Regions from separate parts of the Mus musculus genome. Here region 2 is linked to region 1. The links are chromatin contacts, called in public HiChIP or PLAC-seq maps. All regions are on one chromosome and are shown on one strand. The core of a region is the stretch at or near the end of the contact, and the rest is flanking DNA. Distances in the headings are between cores, read along the strand shown. Region 1 holds the start of Efcab7 (EF-hand calcium binding domain 7). Region 2 overlaps Gm12796 (a long non-coding RNA gene).

Region 1 (5,748 bases), core at 1,343-3,842:
GTTTTTAAAATCCTAACCATTGTATCTTCATTAATTTATTCCTTTCCACTTATTTTAGATTCATTCAGGCTACACTTATTTCCCCAATTGCTTTTCTTAAAAAAAAAAAAAGAATAGAATGTTATTTTCCAGTCAAATATAAAGAAAATTATGAGTGAGTACAGATTACACCTTTCCACAATTGCATACCAAAACGTCATCATTTCAACATCACTGAAAATCAGTCCAGTTTCTGGGACTGGAGAGATGGCTCAGAAGTTAAGAGCACTTGCTACCCTTACAGAAGACTGGGGTTCAGTTCCCAGCAACGGTATGGTGGCTCATTATCATCTCTGACTCCAGTTCTGGGGCACATGATGATCTCTCCTGGCCTCCCTGGGTACCAGGTTGTAAGTGATTCATATACATACATGCAGGCAAAACACTCATCCACATTATAAAAAAAATGGTTTTTTTTTTTTTTTAGCTATCTTTTATAAGAACTTCCCAAGGTTTCTATTAGTACCACTTTGACTTCATAGTTTATCACATTTAAAAACAAAGCATCTCACTAACGAAGACGGAACTCTGCTACCAAAGCAGTGGTTCTCAACCCTTCTAATGCTGCAACCCTTTAATAAAATTATTTTGTTGCTACTTCATAACTTTAATTCTGCTACTGTTATAAATCATAATGTAAATATCTATATTTTCCAGTGGTCTTAGGTGGCCCCTGTGTAAGGCTGTTCGACCACCAAAGGGGTCATAACCCACAGGTTGAGAACCACTGCGCTACAGCGTGACTATGCTTCATACATGAAATTATTATGATGGCTTTAATCTCTTTGCTAAAACACATTAGCAGCAAAGCTGGGTCTAGGATGTAGTTCATCAGGTACAGTGCTCAGTTACTATACACAAAGCTTTAGGTTGGACCCCCAGCACTGAATAAACAGTGGGCGGTATGCAATCCCAGCACTGGGGGAGGTGGACGGAAAATTAGAAGTTTGTTGTTTTCTTCAGCTACAAAGTGAGTTTAAGATCAGCCTGGGTTATACAAGCCCCTGATTCTTTAGAAAAATGGACCAACCAACACAACTGCTAAAAATATGGGATGTCAATGTACTTAATGAAACTCTTCTAATATAACAACATCTACTCATATATTAAAGTTGCCAGTTGCCAGAAAAATATCCACTTCCAATAGATTTTGGTTCCTCACTTCTGTAAACAGATCAGGAACATAGTTTACACACCAAATTCATTTTCATTCTTTTCCTGCTTAAGTTTTGTTCCCTCATCTTTGCCAGCAATGTTATAATAGACATTTTTCTAATGCATTAAAAGATAAACCTTTTTAGAATGGTGAGTTAATAAATATTGTTATTTCCGAAGGTCCTCCTTCTTTTATGTCAGCTCATATCTTACACAAGTATCCCCGATAATATCTTAGTTTGCATTTTACTCAAACAGGAAAATGTTACCCTAGCAGGAAGTACCTAAATCAGCCTGGTACGGGGGTAGCCAAAGAAGTATTACAAGAGTTAGGTCTTCCTCCTCCCTCAAATTCTTTAAAAAGACCCTGTTTTTTTTAAAAACAAAACAAAACAAAAAAAAAAAAAAACCTGTTTATACAACCGCTAACTGTGCTTTATATAGCCTATGTAGGGTAGCCGAAGGGTAGCAGTCTAGCACAATACCCATCTCTACTATGGTCATTTTCGGTAATCACATTATTGGGGTTGGGCTGTAACTTAAAGATGACCCAATACAAACCCACTTTTTACTTTTTTCAAGCTTATTTTTATAAGTAAGAAAAGTAAATCACTTATTACTGAGTTGCTAAGTGATAATCTTAAGAATCTTTCAGTGCCTGAAATCCATTCAGTCCATGAAATCTCTCCCGAGTTTCAGAGAACTCACTACACAAATGCTTAACAAGCATTTAAAAATTCTACAAATTACAGAGAAATGTTTACTTAATATACTCTTTCATTCTTAGTCATTTCAAGTTAGACATTACTCAGATTTAGCCCGCAGCTTACACAATGATGTGAAGTTTTAAGAGTCAAAGAAGTGTTGGAAGGGTAGAGGTAGGTTGGGAATACCAAGCATCCCGACGCTGTCAACAGAGAAAAGTTTATAGAAATAAAAAAGACAAGGTGACCATGGGACGGCATACTCTTCCTGTATACTCTTTTTGCTCATAGAGGGCCCACAAAACAGCAACGTCTGGGGAAGGGATACCTACGGCATTTCGGGACTCCGTTGCTGGACAGAACCAACTGAGAAACCGCAAACGCGGAAGCATAAAAAGCCCGCGTAGTAAGCGCTGGATGAGGTGTCACCCCGTATGCAGCTCGCCGGAAACAGTCTCCGCGCGAGAAAGAGCCTGAACGTGTTCAAGGAAATGGTGCAGGGAGTCTAAGGCCAGAATCCATTTAGCCCCAGCCGCATGCAGCGCACGACCCTCCTCACTATTGTGGACATGCCAGCCTCGCAACAGATAAGCTACAATGCCATGGCTGTTCTCTCTCGGTCAATGGTCCACAAATCTCTGGTCGGAGCGTTTGGAAGGTGCTCTGCCTCTTATTTCCGGTGGCGGCGAGGCGCAGTTGCTATGGTAATCTAAAAAAGGCGGAGGTCTGTCCGGTTGCGCCGAGAGGTTCGCGGATCTACTAACGAAAATTGGCTGCTCTTCTTGGTTTGTGAGCTGAAATTAGGTAGCCACCAAGCCTCTCTCTTGCTCTGTCGCTCGCTCTGCTCTTCATTGTGCGGCCGCCTCTCCCATCTGCTACGTTTACTTCTGTGTCCTCCTAAGAGCCGGTGCATGCCCCGAAACACACAAGGGGATGCAGCATCGTGGCCAGAGGAGTACAAAAAACGGAGAGAGCTTGTCTGGGATTAGTTGTGACTGTTTCACGGTGCAGCGACGGTGACTGGATGGCTCTCTGTTTTCATTTGGCCCTTTAGACGCCTTAGGCGCTTTTAACAGTTTATTTTTCCTGCTTATTGTGTGCCTAGTTATTTATGGAGCCGTTTGCTACAATATACTCTCCAGGCCCCTGTCTCAGACTTGGGCTAGAATTTTAAATAAAAGGTGGTTTCCGAGCCCTAGGGGTGCAATTATATATTTATTTAAGCTTCAGTTTGGACTGTCTTCACAGGAAGGGAAAGAATAGAATTCTGGAACATTTCTGTCCAGGGATTTTCATGTGAGAATAACCCCATTTGGAAGGAGCACTTGAAGATCCTTAAAAATGTTTTTAAATTGCTTGCTGTAAGCCGAGTGCTTGCTCTTCCTTATTGGAATAGTTTTCTTTCCCGTTTGTGAGATGGCGCGCACGCATATGTGTTTAAAACCGATGTTTAATTATGGTGATACCAATTTGCAGTAACCAGACTGTGACACCACATCCCTATGGGGTCCTTCTAAATCTGGTGTAATATGAAAGTGTCAGGCAGGCGGTCTGTGTATTATAAATAGGGTACTTCATCCATGATAAGCGATTATTATCTTTCTTTCCCAAGTGTAAAAGACCTACATAATTCAAGAAGGTGCCAGTGATTTAGGCCTCCTGAGTATGAATCCAATGAGTCCTGAAGGGGACCCTACCTGTGTCATCTTATTGTTCAACTTGAACTATTCAATTTATTAGATTGGAATGTATTTTTAGAAGTCAACGCAGGATAAAGCAATGTTGGAAGCCATTAGACCACCAGAACAATTTTGCCCTGCATAGTAGCCTTTGTTCAATAAACCTTCATTCACATTAAAAGAAGAAATGACTGAGATTTCACAAATTACCACTGACTGGGTGACATCTCTGTCCCTCAATTTCATCATCTGTAAAATGGACAAAAAGTGCCTGGTCAGTGTAGAAAGGATTAAATAAGACGTTTGATTGTATATTAATGTCTTATGAGCAGACATGCTGTATAGACACTAAATATTATTACTAGTAAAGGAACTTTATAAAGCTCAATGTAATCGGTGGAACTTCAAATATCCAGTGATTTGACATGAGCTGTATTATAGAAATGTGAATGAAATGATAGTTAATCCTGCTATGGGGGGATCCAACTGCAGTTGATTTGCATTAAAAAAAAAACCTCACTGTTGGGGAATTTCACTCCATGTATGTTTTCTTTAGCATTTGTGTGTCCTGAAGTATTCTGTATGTTTCACATTTGTGAACTGTTGTAATCTTAACAACCCTGTGAAGTCTCCCCTGAAGTCTTATTTTGAGATGATGCATGTATGCATTTTCTTTGTTCTGATTCTTTTGGATTATGCTACATCATTGTTCTTTAGGATATCATTGTATATTTGAGAAATTATATACAGTGTGTATATCTATCCATCTATAATTAGAAATCAGTTATTAAGGACTTATTCTACTTAACATTTAAGTTCATAGAGATGTTATAATATTTATCTTTTTTATTCTATATATGCAAACTTTAATACCCTAGTACGCCACCCCATGGTGGCACATTTGCATTTTAGGTGATTTACATCGACGACTAAAGTAAAAAAAAATTCATTCTTTTCTAGCAGAATGGCCAGCAACCCTGGAAGTGATGCAGCTTTGGGTACTCAGAACCCACTGCTTTCTGGGAGTCCTCGAACAAAGAAATTCCCACTAACTGAACAGGAGGTGTTTTATATGAACTGTAGAGCCGCCTACTTAACTATCTTCAAAAGCAGCTTGGAAAACATTATTTCTAAAGATCAACTTTACCTAGGTAAATTTTTTGAAGTTGAACATTTTCTCTTATTTATTAAAGTTAATAGAATGAAAAGTTTGAATTAAAATTACATCATCAAATCATTCTAATTTCACAGTGAAACAAGCAAAAGAACTTTAAGAAACAATAGCTGTTTATCTTCCAAATTTTATACGTATCTCTCATCTATTTATCTATTTACACACACACATGTACACAGAGAGAGGATTGTGTATTCAAATCTTTCATCAGTTACTGCTTATGAGTTGGTATTGTTGCTGTTTTTTCAATTGAATTATTTCCCTTATTTTATTACTTTAAAAATTTTTTCTCTTTCCTCCTCTCCTCCCCACTTTTTGCCTCTCACCTGCCCTGCCCTCTCCACCCACCCCCTCCTCCCTTTCCCCCTAGAAAAGGGGAGGCCTCCCATGGACATCAACCAGCCCTGGCATATCAAGCCAGAGCAAGACTGGGTGCATCCTCTTTCACTGAGGCCAGACAAAGCAGCCCAGTTAGGGGAAAGGGATCCAAAGGCAGACAGTGTAGTCACATACAGCTCCCACTTCAACTTGAGGAGTCCCACATGAAGACCTAGCTGCACATCTGCTACATATGTGTAGAGGGCCTGGGTCCAGCCTGTTCATGCTCTCTGGTTAGTGCTTCAGTCTCCATGATCCCTCATCGGCCCAGGTCAGCTGACTCTAGGTTTTCTTGTGGTGTCTTTGACCCCTCTGTCTCCCTCAATCCTTCATCCCTCTTCACAGGATTCTCCAAGCTCCATTCAGTGTTGGGCTGTAGGTCTCTGTATCAGCTTCCAACCGTTACTGGGTGAAGCCCCTCTGACGATGTTAATGCTAGGCTCCTGCCTGCAAGTATAGCAGACTAGCATCAGTAGTGTCAGGGGTGGGCTCCCTCTCGTGGCACGAGTCTCAAGCTGGCCAGTCACTTGGTTGACTCTTCCCTGTAGGCAGGACAAATCGTGGGTTTAAGGTTTTGTGGCTGGGTTGGTGTCTTATCCTTCACTGGAATTCTTGCCTG
Region 2 (5,748 bases), core at 1,878-4,377, 1.5 Mb after region 1:
TCTGTGCTCCAAACTCCCATTTGCGATAAGGGAGCTATGTCTGCCAGGCTCGCTGAGAGGGAGAGGTGAATGTGATCTGTAATCTATCTTATTTAGTGTTGTTGGCTCCCCTATCACCCCTTCAAACAAGCAGACACTATCGATGGGCTGTAAGTGGAACTGCAAACGTGGTTTAAGAGAATATTGACAGTCTACATCAATGAAGCTTTCCCAAGTGAGAGACAGTTACATATTTTAAAACCTAGTGTTCTCTGTGCTTATTTCTTTGCTAAAGAGGAAGGCAATCCATTAGTGATGAGAAGACACATGAAAAGGATAAAAGGATAATATACATGATTGCAGCAGCCAGATGAGTTCCCTTTGTGTGTGTGTGTGTGTTATAGAACAATTGGTTGCATTTGAGGAGTCTTACACATTAGAAAATATAACATGCTATCTTTCATTTATTAAAAAAAAAAAAAAGTATGTACCAGCCAGAAAGATGGCTCCCTGGGTAAAAGTGCTTGCAACCAAGGCTGATGATCTGAACTCCATCCCCGGAACTCAAATAATAGGAGAGAACTGGCTCCCTTAAGTTGTCCTTTAACTTTCCCATGCATAGAGTCATGGTCTCATACATGCTCACATGCACACACATACAAACACATGGACAAACATACATACACACACAAAACACATACAAACACACAAACAAACAAACATACACACACAAAACACATACATACAAGTAAATAAATAAATATATAAGATTTCATTTTTAAAACTTAAAAAAAATGAATAGAGGCTGGAAATGGTTCAGCCGTTAACAGTGTGCACTGCCCTTCCAGTGACCCAAGTTTGACTCCCGGTACGTTCACTGGATGGCTCTAGAGGGGATCTAAGACTTCTAGACTCCAAGAGCACCCGAAATCTCAAACACAAAACAATTCATTTGTTAGTTTGTTTTTCAAGACATGGTTTCCTCTGTGTAGCCCTGGCTGTCCTAGAACTCACTCAGTAGACCAGGCTGGCCTCGAACTCTGAGACTTCGTTTGCCTCTACCTCTCAAATAATTAAATAAGTTTTTAAAGGTAGGGGGAAAGACATTTACAAATGTGATATACACTGTATACTGTCTAAGTGTTATGGGCGTGGTGGCTGGTGCCAGTGAAATCGATTGATTCTCTGTAGTTCTCAAAACTCCTGGGAAATGTCCTTTTAAAATTTCCCTCTCCTCTCTGCAAGGACGTTATGGGGTCCACTGAAGTCAAAGATAAGTGATGAAATCCAGCTTCACTATCATCTTTGAATTACTCTTTTTAGTTGCTATGTGAATAAAATGTAAATTTTATTCTGGGGCTGGGATTGAACCCAAGACCCCATACACAAAGCTCTAACATTCAGCTACACTTGCAGCCCAAACTTATCTTTTCTTTTCCTTTCTTTTCTTTTCTCTTTCGCTTCTCTTCTTCCCTTCCCTTCTCTTCTTTCTTTCTTTCTTTCTTTCTCTCCTCCTCCTTTCTCTCCCTCCTTTCTTCTTCAGCATAACAAACTCTATCTTTTTCTTGAGTCCCTGCCCTCTTTCCTAGTTTATTCTCAGTACAAGAAGTTACATAAGACAACACGCCATTCCCCAAGTCAATGAACACATACCAGGCACCTAGGGCACTGTGTTTCTTCACCAGAATGCCCACTGTGCCCTCCTCATTCTTCTGTATTGTTCCCTGAAACCTGCCGATCTGGAAACAAGTCTTTTCTTAATCTCAGGACCTGGCGGCACAGGGCTTTAACATTAGTGAGACCACTGACAACAACGTTTATTGATTTCTCTGCTGTGGTGCACTTTGTCTCCTGGAATATTTGTTGTGTGATACTTAGAGATACTTAGTGAGTATACGGTATGGAAAATCTGGGCAAACTGGTGGAAATAGGAGCAAAAAGCAATAAAGCAGGACAGGCCTGGGGGGAGGGCAATGCTTATCAACCCTCAATTAATACACCCTGTAGGAAATTTATCTATGTAAATAGTTGAGAATGCCTTCTAAGATCGAGCTGCAAGGCTGAACACCAAAGTCCTATTTAAACATCATCATTCAATATACAACCTTACGTTCTTCGATGGGGCATTGGTTAAGTAAATGCAAAATGCATAGTAATCATTAACATATGCATGGAACATATTTTTTAAAGTAATATTTAAACAAGAAAATGTTAGTAAATGTTTTGGTTCTTGTGAGTTCATGTAGTACGGTTATTAATCATGCTGTTAGTGGGTCTGAGTGCTGCCATTTCAATTTTTTTTTTCATTCAGGTTTTGAAAAAAATTACCTGACTTTTTAAAGACTAGTCATTTTATGATTAAAAAAAGATTATCCAAACAGCTGGGATAATTTTCAAGGTTTTATGATTAAAACAAAGAAATCCTCCCATTAGCCTATTTTGCTTTCCTGATAAATGTTTCTCCAAAGTTCCGTGTGCACCCTGAAACTGCTACAGGAGGGCGCCTCAGAGGGAGCGTGCTGTGCTCAGCTCAATTTACTGGACTTTGCACAGCTGGAACCAGCTGCTCTGGGCTGTAGCAGTTCCTGGAGTTTGCAGGAGGCGCAGACAGGCCAGCTCGGAGCTCCGCAGCCCCACGCTGTGTCCCCGAGGCCCGCGCTGGCAAGCGGCCTGCGCGTTGACTCCACTTCCTCTGCTCGCTTTCCCGGAGATGCCCGCCCACGCCACCGCCGCCCTGCCGCTGAGAAGTCACGCTCCAGCCTCCGAGCTGCTCGGAAGCTGCCGCGAGGGAAGGCAGTGGCGCGTGGACCCGCGAACTGACCAGAATAGCCCTAGAATGGGACCAAGAGACGGCTGTAGCTGTCGTTTAGTGAGATGACACCGGGCTTACGTTGAATTTTCTGTGGACTGAATTCGATCTTCCGCCTGCAAGAGCCAGCGTCGATCGAGGCTACTTCAGGTCTCCGCCGGGTGTCACTATCAGGAAACCCAGGCCCAGATGTTTCTGAGAGCTCTGCCAAAAGGAGGGCGAAGTAAGCCCCTAGATGGGCAAACTCGTAATTTCAACTCCCACTTCTCTCCTTTCCCCATCTCTCTCCGCTCTCCTTTCTCCTCTGTCTCTCAGTTTCACTGTGCACCCCAGGCTGGCCTGTGTCTATCTCGCTGCAATCCTCCCTCCTCAGCCTACTGCTGGGATAACTGGCAACTAGTTCAATTGGTGCCTCTGTTTCCCCAAATCTTACTGAAAATAGTGACCAGATCTGTGGAATGCTATCCAGCTCTTCCAACAAATACCATGATACCACCCTAAGGGCCCCAAAAGCACACACACAGCCACCGGAAACAGAACTTAGTTTCGGGTCTGGGCCAACGCCCTATACACTTGCATCTCAGCCACCCGTCCCATATCTAGCCTGTCCCCGGACTTCGAAGAGAGGCTAATAACAGTATGCATGTCTCAGGATCTACGGCCGGAGGAGCGCCCAGGAACCCGCGGGCGTATGTCAGCGAGCCTGCACCGGGCGCTGGGCAGCCCTGGGTCCTGGGCCAGGCCAGCTTTGGCGGCGGGGAGGCGGACCTTTTGATCCCCTCCGCAGAAGGTCCCCGGTTCGGCTGCACCCCGCTGAAGCCGCTGGGAAGCTAGATGTAAAGAGTTAGCGCGGTGGCCGCCTCCCCCACTTCCTGCGGGGTCCCCCGCCGCGGCCCCATTGCACAATCCCTGCCGTGCAATCGCCCCGTGACTCGCACCCAGCCTGAAATGGTTCCCAGGTTTCCAAGCCTAGCAAAGAACCGCGGCGTCCCCGCCCCGACCTCAGGCGCACTCCAAGCCGTATTTCTTCGGGTGACTGGGCCGCACTTTAACGTCTAGAATGCACTTGTCAAAGAAGGGCAAGTTCACGCAGCAGCCACCAGCTCCAGGCTGGCGCCGGGTGGCTACAGCTGACTTGGCCCTTCTCCGTGGTATACCTTCAAGCAGCACGTTTTGGGGGTGGGGGAGAAACAGGCATGTGCCATAGAGGAAGGAGGGGGAAGCTGTATTGCAGATCTTCAGGAATCCGCCCTGACACCGACGGTGGACCCAGGAAGCGTGGAGGCAGCATACAGAAGACTGTGTCAGTAGTCCACGCCATTATCTTAGAGACAGGAAACCTAGAAATTAAATGGTGTGCCTGAAGTCACCTAGCTAATGTAGACTGCAGGCAATGTCTGGGTTGTAGTTGTAAGGACGAGGTGGGGGATGGTTTCCTTTTAAGAAAATAGTGCGCCTTCCTTAGCAATCACTGCAACTCCTGACTCCACATTACAAAAGGAAGCAATAAGTCTAGCCCCTAAAAGGGCTAAATTTGGCAGTGTCCCGGGAAGGTATCAGCTACTCATTTCAGTTATTTTCACCAGTTGAGAGCACTCGAAATATCGCACAAAATACCTAATGAAAAAGAGAGGGACCACGAACGTTTCTCCAAGATCAGATCTAAAATGCCAAGTTCCCAATAACATTACTTTGATGATTAAACTGTTCAGTGTTCTGCCGATGTGCCAGCTGGTTTCGGAAGTGAATTGTCAAGTGAATTGCTCTATGCTGGACTGGATCATTTAGGCTTGGAATAGATTTGCTGCTCATCTTTCAGAATATTCAGTCTGAAAATATACGGGACAAGGACAGACTTACAGGCTCGCGTGTTGTCTTTGGCATTTCTAGGGTGACCATGTATAACAAATGTTTAATTTGGGCACCAGATGCCAAACAAATAGATGTGAGGATCAAAGGAACCCAAATTAAAAGTGGTAATCATGGGCTGGAGAGATGGCTTAGCAGTTAAGAGCACTGACTGTTCGTCCAGAGGTCATGTTTTCAATTCCTAGCATCCACATAGGGGCTCACAACCCTCTGTAATGGGACCCAATGCCCTCTTCTGGGGTGTCTGAAGAGAGTGACAGGGTTGTCATATCATAAAATAAATCATTTTTCAAAAGTGGGAATCATGAATGAAGTGATTCTTTTATGGGTTGTAAAAAACTTTCTACAATGATGGTTATAACTCAGTTGTGATAATGTAACCCAAACGAAAACTCTTGGCTGTGAAGGAATTATGTGATGGCATCTCACAACTGCCTTAACTGGAGCTCCCAGGGATCTGTCATCCTTGCTGATATCTGAATGCACCTAGGCACACTCCCCACATACATAAATAAATAAGTAAATATGAAAATAATTTATAAAGTTGATCAAGGTGGCGCACGCCTATTATTCCAGCACTGGGCAAGCAGAGGCAGGCGGATTTTGAGTTTATCAGCCTGGGCTACATAGCAAGTTCCAGGTCAGCGTGGGGTATACATAGCAAGACCCCATCCAAAAATAAATAGTAAAATAACATAAAATTTATAAAGTAATAATTAGATACTATTTGTCGGTACAAGATATAAAACTGAATCAGTGACTCTGAAGAGACTAGACCTAGATTCAGACACGTGTAAATAAGGCCTGAAGAATCTTTATTTAAGGAAGGGCCTGTCAGCAAGTAGTGCTGGAGTAGTATAACTTTAAATATTTTCATGTTCTTAAATGAGTATAAACGATGAAGAATTAGGAACAGGAATACACTAAAGCTCAGACATGTATTCATCAGGAAATTTCACGTGGTGCTTGTCATTAAAGGAGATGGATAGAAGACTAACACAGTTTCTTTGGGGAAGAAGAAACTCAAATTATCATCAAACCTATGAAGAGATCGTCAAATTTGTAAGCAAGGATGGAAATCCAAAGTGCAA

What was found. HiChIP or PLAC-seq counts read pairs in DNA pulled down with a chosen protein or histone mark.
Region 2: a contact with region 1 is called in an H3K4me3 HiChIP or PLAC-seq map of the 230-238 cell line, with 8 read pairs. The contact joins the enhancer-like site here to the promoter of Efcab7 in region 1. A contact is called at or near these places in 2 of 39 promoter capture datasets (cranial neural crest and liver), 1 of 115 datasets of contacts at active chromatin or transcription factors (the 230-238 cell line) and 2 of 9 other capture datasets (adipose tissue and liver).

Annotation. Positions count from the first base shown.
Region 1 is chr4:99,826,853-99,832,600 of GRCm38.p6, forward strand. Efcab7 (EF-hand calcium binding domain 7) reads left to right here and starts at 2,593. Exons shown (of 14, transcript NM_145549.2): 1 at 2,593-2,702; 2 at 4,541-4,728. The coding sequence starts at 4,542. It overlaps Itgb3bp (integrin beta 3 binding protein (beta3-endonexin)), which reads right to left and starts at 2,306. Exons shown (of 9, transcript NM_026348.4): 1 at 2,231-2,306. The coding sequence starts at 2,235.
Region 2 is chr4:101,289,529-101,295,276 of GRCm38.p6, forward strand. Gm12796 (a long non-coding RNA gene) reads right to left here. Exons shown (of 2, transcript XR_003955080.1): 1 at 3,557-5,748; 2 at 2,160-2,992. Among named protein-coding and RNA genes, the nearest start is that of Gm12796, 3.3 kb to the right of the region's middle. Within about 2 kb of position 3,128, at least 321 of the 459 cell types and tissues checked have an H3K27ac peak or open chromatin away from gene starts, as enhancers often do. A contact at or near this core is called in the 230-238 cell line, adipose tissue and liver, where this site is marked.